Linked DNA regions of Sus scrofa: region 1 is linked to region 2. The links are chromatin contacts, called in public HiChIP or PLAC-seq maps. All regions are on one chromosome and are shown on one strand. The core of a region is the stretch at or near the end of the contact, and the rest is flanking DNA. Distances in the headings are between cores, read along the strand shown. Region 1 holds the start of SRC (proto-oncogene tyrosine-protein kinase Src). Region 2 holds the start of MANBAL (protein MANBAL).

The links. HiChIP or PLAC-seq counts read pairs in DNA pulled down with a chosen protein or histone mark.
Region 1: a contact with region 2 is called in an H3K27ac HiChIP or PLAC-seq map of alveolar macrophages. The contact joins the promoter of SRC here to the promoter of MANBAL in region 2. A contact is called at or near these places in 2 of 47 Hi-C or Micro-C datasets (alveolar macrophages and blood) and 2 of 2 datasets of contacts at active chromatin or transcription factors (alveolar macrophages and skeletal muscle).

The regions. Positions count from the first base shown.
Region 1 is chr17:40,468,470-40,474,751 of Sscrofa11.1, forward strand. It overlaps SRC (proto-oncogene tyrosine-protein kinase Src), which reads left to right and starts at 2,501. Exons shown (of 14, transcript XM_021077973.1): 1 at 2,501-2,868.
Region 2 is chr17:40,418,552-40,424,652 of Sscrofa11.1, forward strand. MANBAL (protein MANBAL) reads left to right here and starts at 2,194. Exons shown (of 4, transcript XM_005672921.3): 1 at 2,194-2,279.

The sequences.
Region 1 (6,282 bases), core at 1,251-3,750, 50 kb after region 2:
TGAGCCAAACCAGTGGTGGCTCCAGGTGGAAGGTGGCATCTGTGCTCGGAGCCCAGATTTGTTGCCCTGACTCTTCCAAGAGAGTGCATAGGTGTGAATGAGGGCTCGGACATGCTGGGTGTAAGTCGCTTCATCCTCACGTGAGCCGCCTGAGGGATGCACCATCTTTACCCATTTTGCAGGCTGGCATAGTGAGGTTCAGAGAAAAGGCAGGCTTAAAGTCACATATCCATGAAGGGGTAGAGATGGGACTTAAACCCAGGTCTGTGGGTCCAAAGTTTGTGCCTTTAAGCCCTCTGCCATCCTAGCTCTAAAGGAAGCCCAACTTTCTGTCGAATTCCTAGAGATGAATCTAGTCATGTGCTGGTAAATATTTAACAGCTAGCTCTCGGGCAGGAAAAAAGCCTTGATTTGTAGAATTTGCTGATTTCCAAGGTGTTAATAGTTCCAACATGGCTGATATCAAGCTACCAACATGACAGCCCTGAACCTGGCTTTGGGAAGAGATGAATATAGTCGGCTCTTGCAGATGAAGAGTGGTGAGGGCCAGCCCCAGCACACACTGGATGAACCTCCCACCCGTAGCCTGGGTCTCCAGTCAAGGCCTCAGGCCTATCTGAGGAGTGAACAAGGGCTGAGAAACCTGCTACTCCAGCTGGGGGCCCTGCCCGGTATCTCGGGAAGCCACGGTTAATCTTTAAGCCAGCCTTGCAAATACGTGCAGCCATTTCACCAGCCCAGGCCGGCTTCTGGGGCTGGCTCTGCTGCTGCATTTCCAGGAGACTTCAAGCAGCCCCTTTCCCCTCTGGCCTTAGTTTACCAACCATGGTAGTTGCCATTCATGGCGCGCAACCTCAGCTACTCCCAACCTTGTCAGTTCTAACCTTCCCAGGAGTCCTCGGAGGCCGTGTTTGCTCCCGTTTCGTAGGTGAGGGGACTGGACTGGGGAAGTCGATGGGCTTGTACAAAGGTATAGCAGGCGGCGATCAGTCTGGCTCCAGGCCTTGCTCATTCCTGGTCTCCTGGATACTATATTGTACCCTGATTCCCCTCCCAGCTCCTCTCAGAAGGAGAAGCCCAAACCTGACACCATTTGACCCTGCTGGGCCTTAGTTTCCCATCTGTGAAATGGGAAAACTTTCTGAGAAGGAAAGTGGAGGCAGAGGATGGCATTTATTTATTATTTGTTTATTTATTTTTTGTCTTTTGTCTTTTTAAGGCCACACCCGCGGCATGTGGAGGTTCCCAGGCTAGGGGTCTAATCGGAGCTGTTGCCGCTGGCCTAGGCCACAGCCACAGCAAGGCCAGATCTGAGCCTCATCTGCGACCAACACCACAGCTCACAGCAACGCCGGATCCCTAACCCACTGAGTGAGGCCAGGGATCAAACCTGCAACTTCGCGGTTCCTAGTAGGATTCTTTTCCGCCGAGCCACAATGGAACTCCAGATGGTGGTATTTAAAGCTGGGTTCGGGCCCTCCCTTCCCCTGTGCTGTAACGTGCGAAGAACCAAGGATACAGCACCCACCCTCAAGAGGGCAGTCCTGAAGCCAGAGGGGGAATAGGTGGTGCAGGAGGCTCTGTAGCTAAACCAGCCTTTCCTCAATGTCCCCTCCTTTCTCTGCTATACTCTCTGCCCCCTGCGTCCAGAGGTCCTCAGCCTCTTCATTTACATGGAAGTATAAGTGCCACTAAACACCTATTTCAGCCCCATCCTAAGTAGGAGTATCTGGACTGGCTGACATTGGATAGGCTGCCTTAGTTTTTTTTCTCTTCTATCCATTAAAAGGAATACATATCTATTAAAATAAACGTTACTCTTTCCCACACTGTCCTTTCTGCTCCAGTCCCCACTTTGGGAAACTCAGGTCAAGGAAACTCAGGTCAAGGCCAGGGTCCAAGGCCTATTTTTTTTTGTTTGTTTTAGGGCCACACCCGCAGCATATAGAAGTTCCCAGGCTAGGGGTCAAATTGGAGCTACAGCTGCTGGCCTACACCACAGCCGCAGCAACGCAGGATCCAAGCCCTGTCTGTGACCTATACCACAGCTCACGGCAACATCTGATCCTTAACCCACTGAGGGAGGCCAGGGATCAAGGATGCTAGACGGATTTGTTTCTGCTGCACCACAACAGGAAATCCCAAGACCTGGTTCTTGTCAGGTGATTCCCTTCTCTGTGCCTCAGTTTCTTTCTCTATAAAATAGGGATAATCTTGGGTCTGCCCAGCCCAGCTGGTTGGTACGAATAGATCATAAAGTTGACCTGAATAGCTTAGCGTGGCACCTGGCAAGGAGTGAGCACTCCATCAGTGCTGCAGTTATTATTATTACTGATAATTTCGGGAGAGGTAGATTTGGGGTAAACAGGGTAGGTGGATTGGGGGCAGTGAGGGTGGGCATTTTCGCGTGAGGGCTGATGGGTGTCCCAAAGGGTAGGGACTCTCTTGGGGCGGGGTGGGGGGCGGGGCTTCCGTGCCCGGTGCCTCCGCCCCCCATTCCCCGCCCGCCCGGACCCCAGGGTTGGGGGGCGGGGGTGGCCCGCGCCTGGGTCTATCCCAGGTCACCGGCGGGGAATCCGTCCCGGCGCGCTTCCTCCTTCCTCCTCCTCCCGGCGGCCTGCCGGGCCCCTCCTCCCTGCTCGCGCGCTCCCTCCCTCCTCTTCCCCTCCCTGAGCCGCCGCCTCCTCCTCCTCCTCCTCCTCCTCCTCCCTCTCCCTTTCTCTCTCGATCTGTCTCTCCCGGCCGGGAATCCATTCCGGCCTGGGAGCCGGAGCGGCCTGGCCGCCGTGTGCCCGAACCCTTGGCCGTCCGGAGGTCCTTCCTCCCGTGCGTCTGCCTGCCGGTGCGTCCGCCTGTCCGCTGGCCCAGGTGAGCGCCCCCCACCCCGCCGCCGGCTCCCGGTCCCCGCCCGAGTGAGGGAGCCCCTGCCCGGGGACCACCCTGGCGTCGGATCGCCGGGCCGCTGGGGCTCCTGGCCCCCCCTTTTCCCCCCACCCACCCCCGGGCCGAGCTGCGATCCAGGAGCGCTGGGCCGGCGCACGGGGACGTGCCTGGTGCGGCCTTTTGTTGTGATGCCTGGGGGTGGGGGGGAGGGGGCTCTGTGGGGGGGCGTAGGGGTCCTGTCTGCGCTGGAACCCCCTCCGGCCCACCTTACCCCTACGGGCCCCTGAGAGCCGCGAGCTGGGCCTGAGCCCCCAGGCCAGGTCTAGGCCAAATCTGAAATCTGAGCCGGTCGGCGCCGCCTCTGGCCGCGGCTGCCCGGCCTGGCGCCCCTAGCCCGGGATGGGAGGTGATGAGGGGGCGGGCGGGGTGGGCCTGGGGGCGCCCGGGAGGGAGTGCTTGGCCAGGGCACCAGGATTTTCCCGTCTTCGTGGGGCTTTGGGTAGGGCCTGGTGCTGACGGCCTGAAAGGGACTGGGCCCGACTGTGCTTGGTTCCTGCTGCCCACAGCCCCCTAGACTTGCCTCTGGGCAGGCCCAGCCGCCTGTGTGCTCAGAAGTTGGCAAAAGTTTTGGGATTTCACCACCAGGCCGGGTCCATCTGCCTGCCCGGGCTGGCATTGGTGGTGGGTTTGAGTCCCAACAGGGACCACCACTTACTTGCCTTGCTGTGTGTCCTCAGGCAACTACCTGACCTCTCTGAGCTCAGAGTCCTCATCAGGCCCAGCTTGGGCCTGGCTGGGTTTACTACTGGGCTGTTGGAAGGATGGGGTGAACAGAAGGGGCTCACCTATAGGGTATCAGTTCAGGCAGACTTGATAGTGGCAAAGCCCTTGTGTGCCCCTGGGTCAGGCCTCCCAGGCTTTAGGGACTCTGTCTCTGGGTCACTAGAGGTGAGTCCAGGCTTAGCCACAGTACAGTTGAGATCAGACTTGATCTCAAGAATGGATCTGGCTGGTCCTGTGCTGACCCTCTTCTGGCCTCCTGGCTGGGGAGACAAAACAGCTGTAGGCTTCTCATCTCATAGGTGACCTGGGCCAAGGGACCGCGCGCCTCTGAGTCCATGTGTGTGCAGTGGGCATCCTCAGGGGAAGAATCTCTGTGCTTCTGCATGTAGGGGCTCGGCATGTAATAGGTGTTCAATAAATGCACACCTTACTGGATGAATTGCCTAAAAAAAGGTGGCTGGGAGGTGAAGTTGTTGGCCCAAGTGGGGTGCATCCCCAGAAGAAGATGGATTGGGTGCCCCCGAAGCCACTCCTAAACCCTTGAGAAAGAAATAGCCCTGAGCACCATTTTGTCCCCCAGCAGCTGTGTGACCTTAGGCAGTACGTGGCTCCCGCTGGCCTCAGTTTTGTTAAGTATAAAATGGGCCAGTGATCATGATCACTGCTGACATCTTCTGAGCGCCTCCTATGAGGGAGGGACTCTCATGTAGCCTCGTTTTGCTGGTGAGAAACCGAGGCTCAGAGAGGGGAAGGGACTTGACCAGGCCCACACAGCTTGAAGCTGGAGTGAGAGCCTCGACCTCAGAATCCCTGGTCTGGCTGCCCATGCACCCTTCCGATGAGGGGGGAGCAGTGGTTTCCCAGTGTGCGAACAGGCAGAGGACAGGGCTGGAAAAGACTATACCGATGAGTGATTGTATGGAAGCCACGCGGCCCTTTTAGTGATGTGGTGATGTGTGTGCCTTGGTGATGTGGTCTTTCCACCCAGGGAAGTGATTTACAGTGTGTCACCTCTCTCAGCTGACTGCCTGCCCAGGCCCTCCTGTGCGGCCCCTGGGGCTTGGCTCCTGAAGGTGTCCCTGCTGCTGGGAGGGCCCTCTCCTCTATGAGCTGCTTATCTGCTCTTGCTCTTTAAGGCTTAGCTCAAAGCCCACCTCTCCCAGGAAGGCCGCCTGGCTTTCTCCCACCTCCCCTAGCCTTTTCCTGGAGCATGAATGATCCCCAGCTCACAGCCAGTTCCTACATTGACTTCTTCCTTGATTGTGACCTGGGATGGAGGTGTTGTCTGGCTCCCCCAAGCCCCAGGAACCGGGGGGAGATGGCTCCGTGTCCTGCTGACATCCCTTGGTCCTCACTGACCCCATTTCCCCAAATCTGCCTGATACAGGCACCGATGATGTTCTAGGAGCTTTGAACTTGGGCCGAGCAGTGTGGGGATGGGTTAGCAGTGGGAGCTGTAGGAGGCATCTGGAGGCTTCCAGGAGGCGGTGATGAGAGGAAGCAGGAGTTTGCTCAACCGAGAAGGGGAGAGCGTGCTCAGCTACTTCCCAGGGCCCCTGGGTTGTGGGGAGTGGTCAGCCTTGGGGGGGTGGGGAGTGGGGGGGTGTCCTTGCTGGGGAATTGTGGACAGGTCCCTGGCTGCCAGGAAAGTTAAGTCTGGAGGGTGAGCTAAGTAGCAAACAAGTTGCCAAATATATTAATATGTAATCACGATGTGATAAGGGCTTAGAGAGAGATGTGAGGCGCAGAGGAATCCCGAAGCATGGAGGAGTTGGCCAGGCATGGAGCTACGGATAGGGCTTACCAGGCAGGGGACCTCCACGTGCAAGGGTCCTGAGGTGGGGGAGTGTGTGCCGTTATGGAGAAACAATGGGAGGGCCTGTGAGTCTGGAGCACAGAAAATTAAGGGGAGGGGGTCAGAGGTGAAATGGGGGGTTGTTATCAGCAGGGCTGGACCATGTGGGGCCATCTGGGCCTTGGGGAGGGGTTTGGCCTTCATCTTCACACAGGGGGCTGACTGGTATCCCCCGTGTCAACAGCCCCATGTTGGAGACCAGGGGTGCAGAGCTGCCCAAGGTGCCTGGTGCAACTAGATATGTGGGCTGGACTCCAGGTACTCTGTGGGGGCCCAGATCAGGTACAAGAGGAGTAGGCATTTGAGGCTGGGCTTTAAAGTAGAATAGGAGTTCGGTAGCAGGAAGCCAGGAGAGGCTGAGAGCCAGCGTTGGGGCAGTGCCATGCAGGGTGGCTGGAAGCTGGGAGTGAGGTGGGGAGGGGTCGGCTGGAGAGATGGAGACAGAGGCATGGTAAGGGCTCAAGAATCAGAAGGGCTTTCATTCAAGTTCTGACCGTGCCTGCTTGCTGTGTGTCTTTGGGTGATTCATGCCATCTTCCTGAGACTTAGCTTCCTTGTCTTGAAATGGGAACAGTACATATCTATCAGGTGAGAGTTAAAGGAGGGCTGCATGCCCAGTACCTGGTACCAGCAGGTACTCAGGAAATGAGTTGGCTCAATGGGTCCGGCCTCCCCAGCTGTCCAGTGAGGGCTTTGAGGGGATGACCTCACTGATTCTGACGGTGTGGGTCTAGGAAAGGATCCGCACTGGGTGACTTAAG
Region 2 (6,101 bases), core at 944-3,443:
GGGGCCATACAAGGGCATAGATACCAGCAGTCAAGAATCATCCAGGTCTGAGTTCCTGCCATGGCACAGTGGGTTAAGAACCTGATTGCAGCGGCTCTGGTTGCTGCAGAAGTGTGGGTCCAATCCCTGGTCCAGTGTGGTGGATTAAAGGATCTGGATTGCTGCAGTTGCAGTGTACGCTGCAGCTGTGGCTCGGATTCAACCCCTGGCCCAGGAACTTCAATATGCTGCTGATGCAGCCATAAAATTAAAAAAAAAAATAGGAGATTCATTCTTGGAGTTCCCATTGTGGCTCAGTGGGATAAGAACATGGCTGGTATTCATGAGGATGTGGGTTTGATCCCCAGCCTCGCTCAGTGGGTTAAGGATCTGGTGCTGCTTCAAGCTGTGGCATAGGTCGCAGATGCAGCTCAGATCCAGCTGTGGTATAGGCTGGCAGGTGCAGTTCCAATTCAACCCCTAGCCTGGGAAATTTCTTATGCTGAAGGCGGGGTCCTAAAAAGAAAAAGAAAAAAAAAAAAAAAAGAATCATCCAGGTCTATAGTGGAAGCTGGTTACCATGTCCTACTAATTCTCCTTTCTTACCATTACATGCCCTACCTATACTCAGTCAGGAACTCTGTACTGTCAGCCAAACACATCACATTTTATGATAATGTGTTCAAACTGTAAGCTGCCCATAAGGGCTGAGACCACATCTCTGTGGTTCAGCAACTAGCACAAGGCATAGATTAGGTACTCAGTGAATGTTTTGAATGAATTCTATTAATCTGCTTCTGTCTGAATTATAAAACTGTGCTTGTTTGTCTCCTCTCTGCATTGCAGGCTCTTAGCTCAGGCCCTAGCATAGAGTTAAGGCTTCTATACAATGCAAGTCAAATCTACACTAAGGCATCACATCAGATCAGTCAGAATGGCCATCATCAAAAAGTCTACAAATAATAAATGCTGGAGAGTGTGTGGAGGAAAGAGAACCCCCCTTCACTGTTGGTAGGAATGTAAATTGGTGCTGCCACTATAGAAAACAGTATGAGTTTCCTTAAAAAACTAAAAATAGGAGTCCCCTCGTGGTTCAGCAGTAACGAATCTGACTAGTATCCATGAGGACGAGGGTTAATCCCTGGCCCTCATCAGTGGGTTAAGGATCTGGCGTTGCTGTGAGCTTCAGTGTAAGTTGCAGATGTGGCTCAGATCTAGCATTGCCTGTGGCTGTGGCTGTGGTGTAGACTGGTAACTGTAGCTCTGATTCAACCCCTAGCCTGGGAACTTCCATATGCTGCAGGTGTGGCCCTAAAAAGCAAAATAATAATACAATAAAATAAAAATTTTAAAAATAAAAAATAGAGTGACAAATCCTATGACATCACTTATATGTGGAATCTAAAAAAAAAAAAAAAAGATACAAATGAGGAGTTCCCATTGTGGCTCAGTGGTTAACGAATCTGACTAGTATCCATGAGCATGAAGGTTGGATCCCTGGCCTTGCTCAGTGGGTTAAGGATCTGGTGTGGCCATGAGTTGTGGTGTAGGTCACAGACTCCGCTGGGATCTGGCGTTGCTGTGGCTCTGGTGTAGGCAGGCAGCTACACCTCACATTCCACCCCTAGCCTGGGAACCTCCACATGCTGCAGATGCAGCCCTAAAAAAAGCAAAAAAAAAAAAAAAACAAAAAAAAAAAAAACAAATGAACTTATTTACAAAACAGAAATAGACTGATGGACATAGAAAACTTACGGTTGCCAAAGGGGGAGGGGAGGAGCAATAAATTAGGAGTTTGGGATTAACAGACATAGACAACTATACACAAAATGATTGACAAAGTCCTACTGTAGAGCACAGGGAACTATATTCTATGTCTTATAATAACCTATGAAGGAAAAGAATCTGAAAAAGAATATATCTATGTGTATAACTGAATCACTTTGCTGTACACCTGAAACTTATACAACACTGTAAATCAACTATACTTAAAAAAAAAAAAAAAAAAAAAAAAAAAGAGTAAGGCTTCTGCAAATGTGTATAAACATTTCCTGAAATGGGGTGTGATAAAGCCGCTGGGAGAACCGAGGCGTCTGGACCTCACCTCCGCAGATCTCTCCCTCCATCTAAAACCGACACAATCGGGACAAACGTCTAACAAAGCCCAGAGCCAGTATCCACAAATTCTAACAACGCTGGCGGGCGGAACCGAGTCCGCTGGTTGCTCAGGAACGTCACTTCCGGGATGGGGGAGTGTCACGGGGAACCACTTCCGGGGCAGTGCCGCGGCGGCGCGGGAGGTGAGTTTTGCGGCTGTAGGGGCCCGGCGGTGCTTTGAGGGTTGGGCGGAGTAGTACTGGCTGCGGAACCGAGAGGGGTTGGGCTCCGGCGCCGGCCCGGTCCGGCTGTCTCGGAGGCGCTTGGTCGCAGAGCTGCGCTTGGTGCCTAAAGTAAATAACTTCCTGGGGCGCTTCCAAGCATTCGGAAGTTACTTGGAGAGGGAGGTTTGAGTCCCAGCGAGGCAGAGGGCCTCGGTTGCTGCAGCCCAGCGCCTTAGTTTTGAGCCAGGGCCAAAACTCGGTGTTCCTTGCAGATTTGACCTGTCCTTTCTTTCCACGGGCGGAGCATTAGGATTAGCCAGAGCTCCGGAGTCAGTCTGGCCTGGGGTTCGACCCCTGAGTGTACCTGTATTGCTCTGTAACTGGGGACTATCTCTGGTTCTCAATTTCCATCTCTGTAAAATGGGCTCTTAGACTTGATCCGAGGATTAAAGGCGGTGGTGGAGGCAAAGCGCCTTAGTAAGTGCACAGTGCGTGTTTGTTTGCCGAATTGTTTGTTTTTAGGAGAAGTGGGAAATGACTGAAACGTTTTACTTTTTAGTAATTCCAAATTGCGGGACATCTGCCCACCAGTTTCAGCCCACTGGCTGCTGATTCTGATTGCTGTGGGGGATGGATTACCTTTGCATAGGACATAACTCTAACCCAGTTTTGGGTAGTTCTTGGGGACTTTAATGGGATGGGTCTGGGTATATAGCCCATGTCTCTAAGGCAGTGATTCTTGACACTGAGTTTCTGTTGAATTCTCAGGACACAATTTAAAAATCATTTCATTCAAAGCCAGGAATCCCCTACCAACATATTTGGAATCTGGGTTTTTCAGTCTTAGTGAAGACTTTGTTTCTACTTGCTAAGTCTGGACAGCTAGACATGTCTTAGGGGTTATTTATTTTGGAATGTTGACCTTTTTCCCCAGTAAACTTCTTATTTAGAACAATTTTAGATTTACAAAATTATTGTGAAGATAGGACAGTGAGTTCCCATATACAACTCCCATTTACCCAATTGCTAACATTCTACAATAGCATATAGTACTTTCGTCACAATTAATGAACCAATGTCAGTAAGTTATTAATATTTGTGGGGTGTGTGTCTTTTTAGGTCGGCACGCATGGCATATGGAGGTTCCCAGGCTAGGGGTCTAATCAGAGCTGTAGCTGCCGACCTATGCCACAGCTGCAGCAATACAAGATCTGAGCCGCGTCTGCGACCTACACCACAGCTCACAGCAACTCAGGATCCTTAACCCACTGAGTGAGGCCAGGGATCGAACTCACATCCTCATGATGTCAGATTCGTTTCCTTTGAGTCACTACGGGAACTCCAGTAAGTTACTATTAGCTAAAGTCCATGCTTCACATTTGCTCCGTTTTCTCCTAATGTTCTTTTTCTGTTCCAGGATCCCACATTATATTTGGTAGTTGTGTCTCCTTAGGCTCCTAGGACTGTGATAGTTTGTCAGACTTTCCTTGTTTTAGATAAACTTGACAGTTTTGAGTATTATTACTTGTCAGGTATCTTGTAAAATTATTCCCAATTGGGATTTGTTTTTCTTATGAGATTGGAGTTTCAGGGTTAGGGGAGGAAGACCACAGAGGTAAAGTGCCATTCTCATCACATCACAGTAAGGGTGTATCTGTCAGTGCAGGTTATCACCGTTGATGTTAACCCAGATCACCAGCTGGAGTTAGTCAAGGTTTTCCACTGTGAAGTTACTCTCCTTCCCCTACTTTTCCATATCGTACTCTTGGAAGGAAGTCATTATGCATAGACCACACTTAAGGAATATGGAATTATACTTCACACTTAAAGGCAGATTATCTACGTAAATTGTTTGGAATTTCCATGGGAAATTTGTCTACATATTAAATTGTTTATATCAGTATGGTCTTGGATTTTATACTTTGGGTTATAATCCAGTAGTATCTTTTTTATTTTGTTGTGCAAATTGTTCAGACTTTGGCAATTGGGAGCTCTTTGAAGTGGCTCCTCTATCCCTTTGACATATCCTAATCAGTATGTTTTGGCATTTTTGGACACTTTCTTACTTTCTGGTTCATCTTGTATATTTTCTCCTTCAGACCTAGAATTAATCATTTCTCCATTATTGGAGAATGGTATTAGACAAAAAGATCTGAGTGCGAGGTGTACGCATTGCTACTGGGATGCCTCTGTTTCTAGGACCTCTTAGCTGATCGAGCGAGAGATCTGAGTGTGTATACTAACCTACGCACACACAGCACACACATATCTACAAATACGTACGTAGCCGTCTGTATCTATATTAAGCTAAACATGGGTTCATTCTGATATCCGCAACTCCCATCCATTCCACATGGATCATTCTAGCTGCCTCTGGCTTATTGTAACCTTCTACTCCAGTGGCGACAAACCTAGTTCCCATTATCCCATTTACTTAATTGTTCATTTCCAGTGTACATGTATAGTACTTTCAGAATTGTTAACTGTGGCCCATGTCGGAAATAACTTGATTAACTGGAGTATAGTGCACATGCACAGTTCCTTTTGCCTCTAGTCTTGCAGACTCTACATATTTCCAAAGTTACTGAGATCAGCACCTGATTCTTCCTGTCCCTTCAGTGAAATTGTTTAATCTGGAGTTCCCGTCATGGCGCAGTGGTTAACGAATCCGACTAGGAACCATGAGGTTGCGGGTTCCATCCCTGGCCTTGTTCAGTGGGTTAAGGATCCGGCGTTGCCGTGAGCTGTGGTGTAGGTCGCAGACGCAGCTTGGATCTGGCATGGCTCTGGCTGGCAGCTACAGCTCCGATTAGATCCCTAACTTGGGAACCTCCATATGCCAAGGAAGCAGCCTTAGAAAAAAGCAAAAAGACCAAAAGAAAAAAAAATTGTTTAATCCATTTAGATTCATAATGTCACATTCTGCCTTCTATTCTTGGATACCTAAATGATTTTTTTTTAATCTGCATACATTAAAGTTTACGCTTTGTGCTGTAAAGTTCTATGGATTTTTAACCAATGTTTAATGTCTTGTATGAAATATAGAATAGCACACCTTCAGGTACACCTCAGAAATCTTGTTGGCCCTCTATAACCTGAGAATTGACCACCTCCACTGCCACCTGGTGCAAGTGTGTCTTTTTGACTGTGATAATAGCCTCTTCACTGGTCTTCCTGTTTTCATTTTTATCTCCATAGTCTGTTCTCAACACAGCAGCCAGAGGGACTGTTTAAAAATGAGTCAAATCATGTCGTTTCTTTGCTAGGAATCTTCCAGTGGCTCCCCTTTCACCCAGAGGAAAAGCCAAAGTCCTAGTGGCCTTACACAGCTGCTCACTCTACTCTCCTTGATCATAAAGTTCATTCCTGCCTCAGGACCTCATCCCGTGCTATTTCTCCATCCTGGGATACCTGCAAATACTGAAAAGACTTGTTCTTTTGCTTTCTTCTTGCCCCTGCTGAACCATCACCTTCTCAGAGAGATCTTTCCCTGACCACCTCATGTTAAATACCACCCTTTAGCTCCCTGTTTATATTATCTCATAATACTCACCCCCGACATTATATCTGTATATATGTGTTTGAGTGCCTCTAGTTGAATGAAAACTCCATGGCAGGAACTAGAATGATGCTCAATAAGTATGTGTCCACTGAATGAATGTCTCAGACCAATGGTGTCTAGCCTTCAGGGATGAGCCTCAAGGGGTCTAATAACCTTATGAAATTATTTGCCAAGTTTGGTGAAAAATGGGTCTGTACATTTTATTAAATTCTGGTGGGGGTATGGGTTTCTCCGATGTA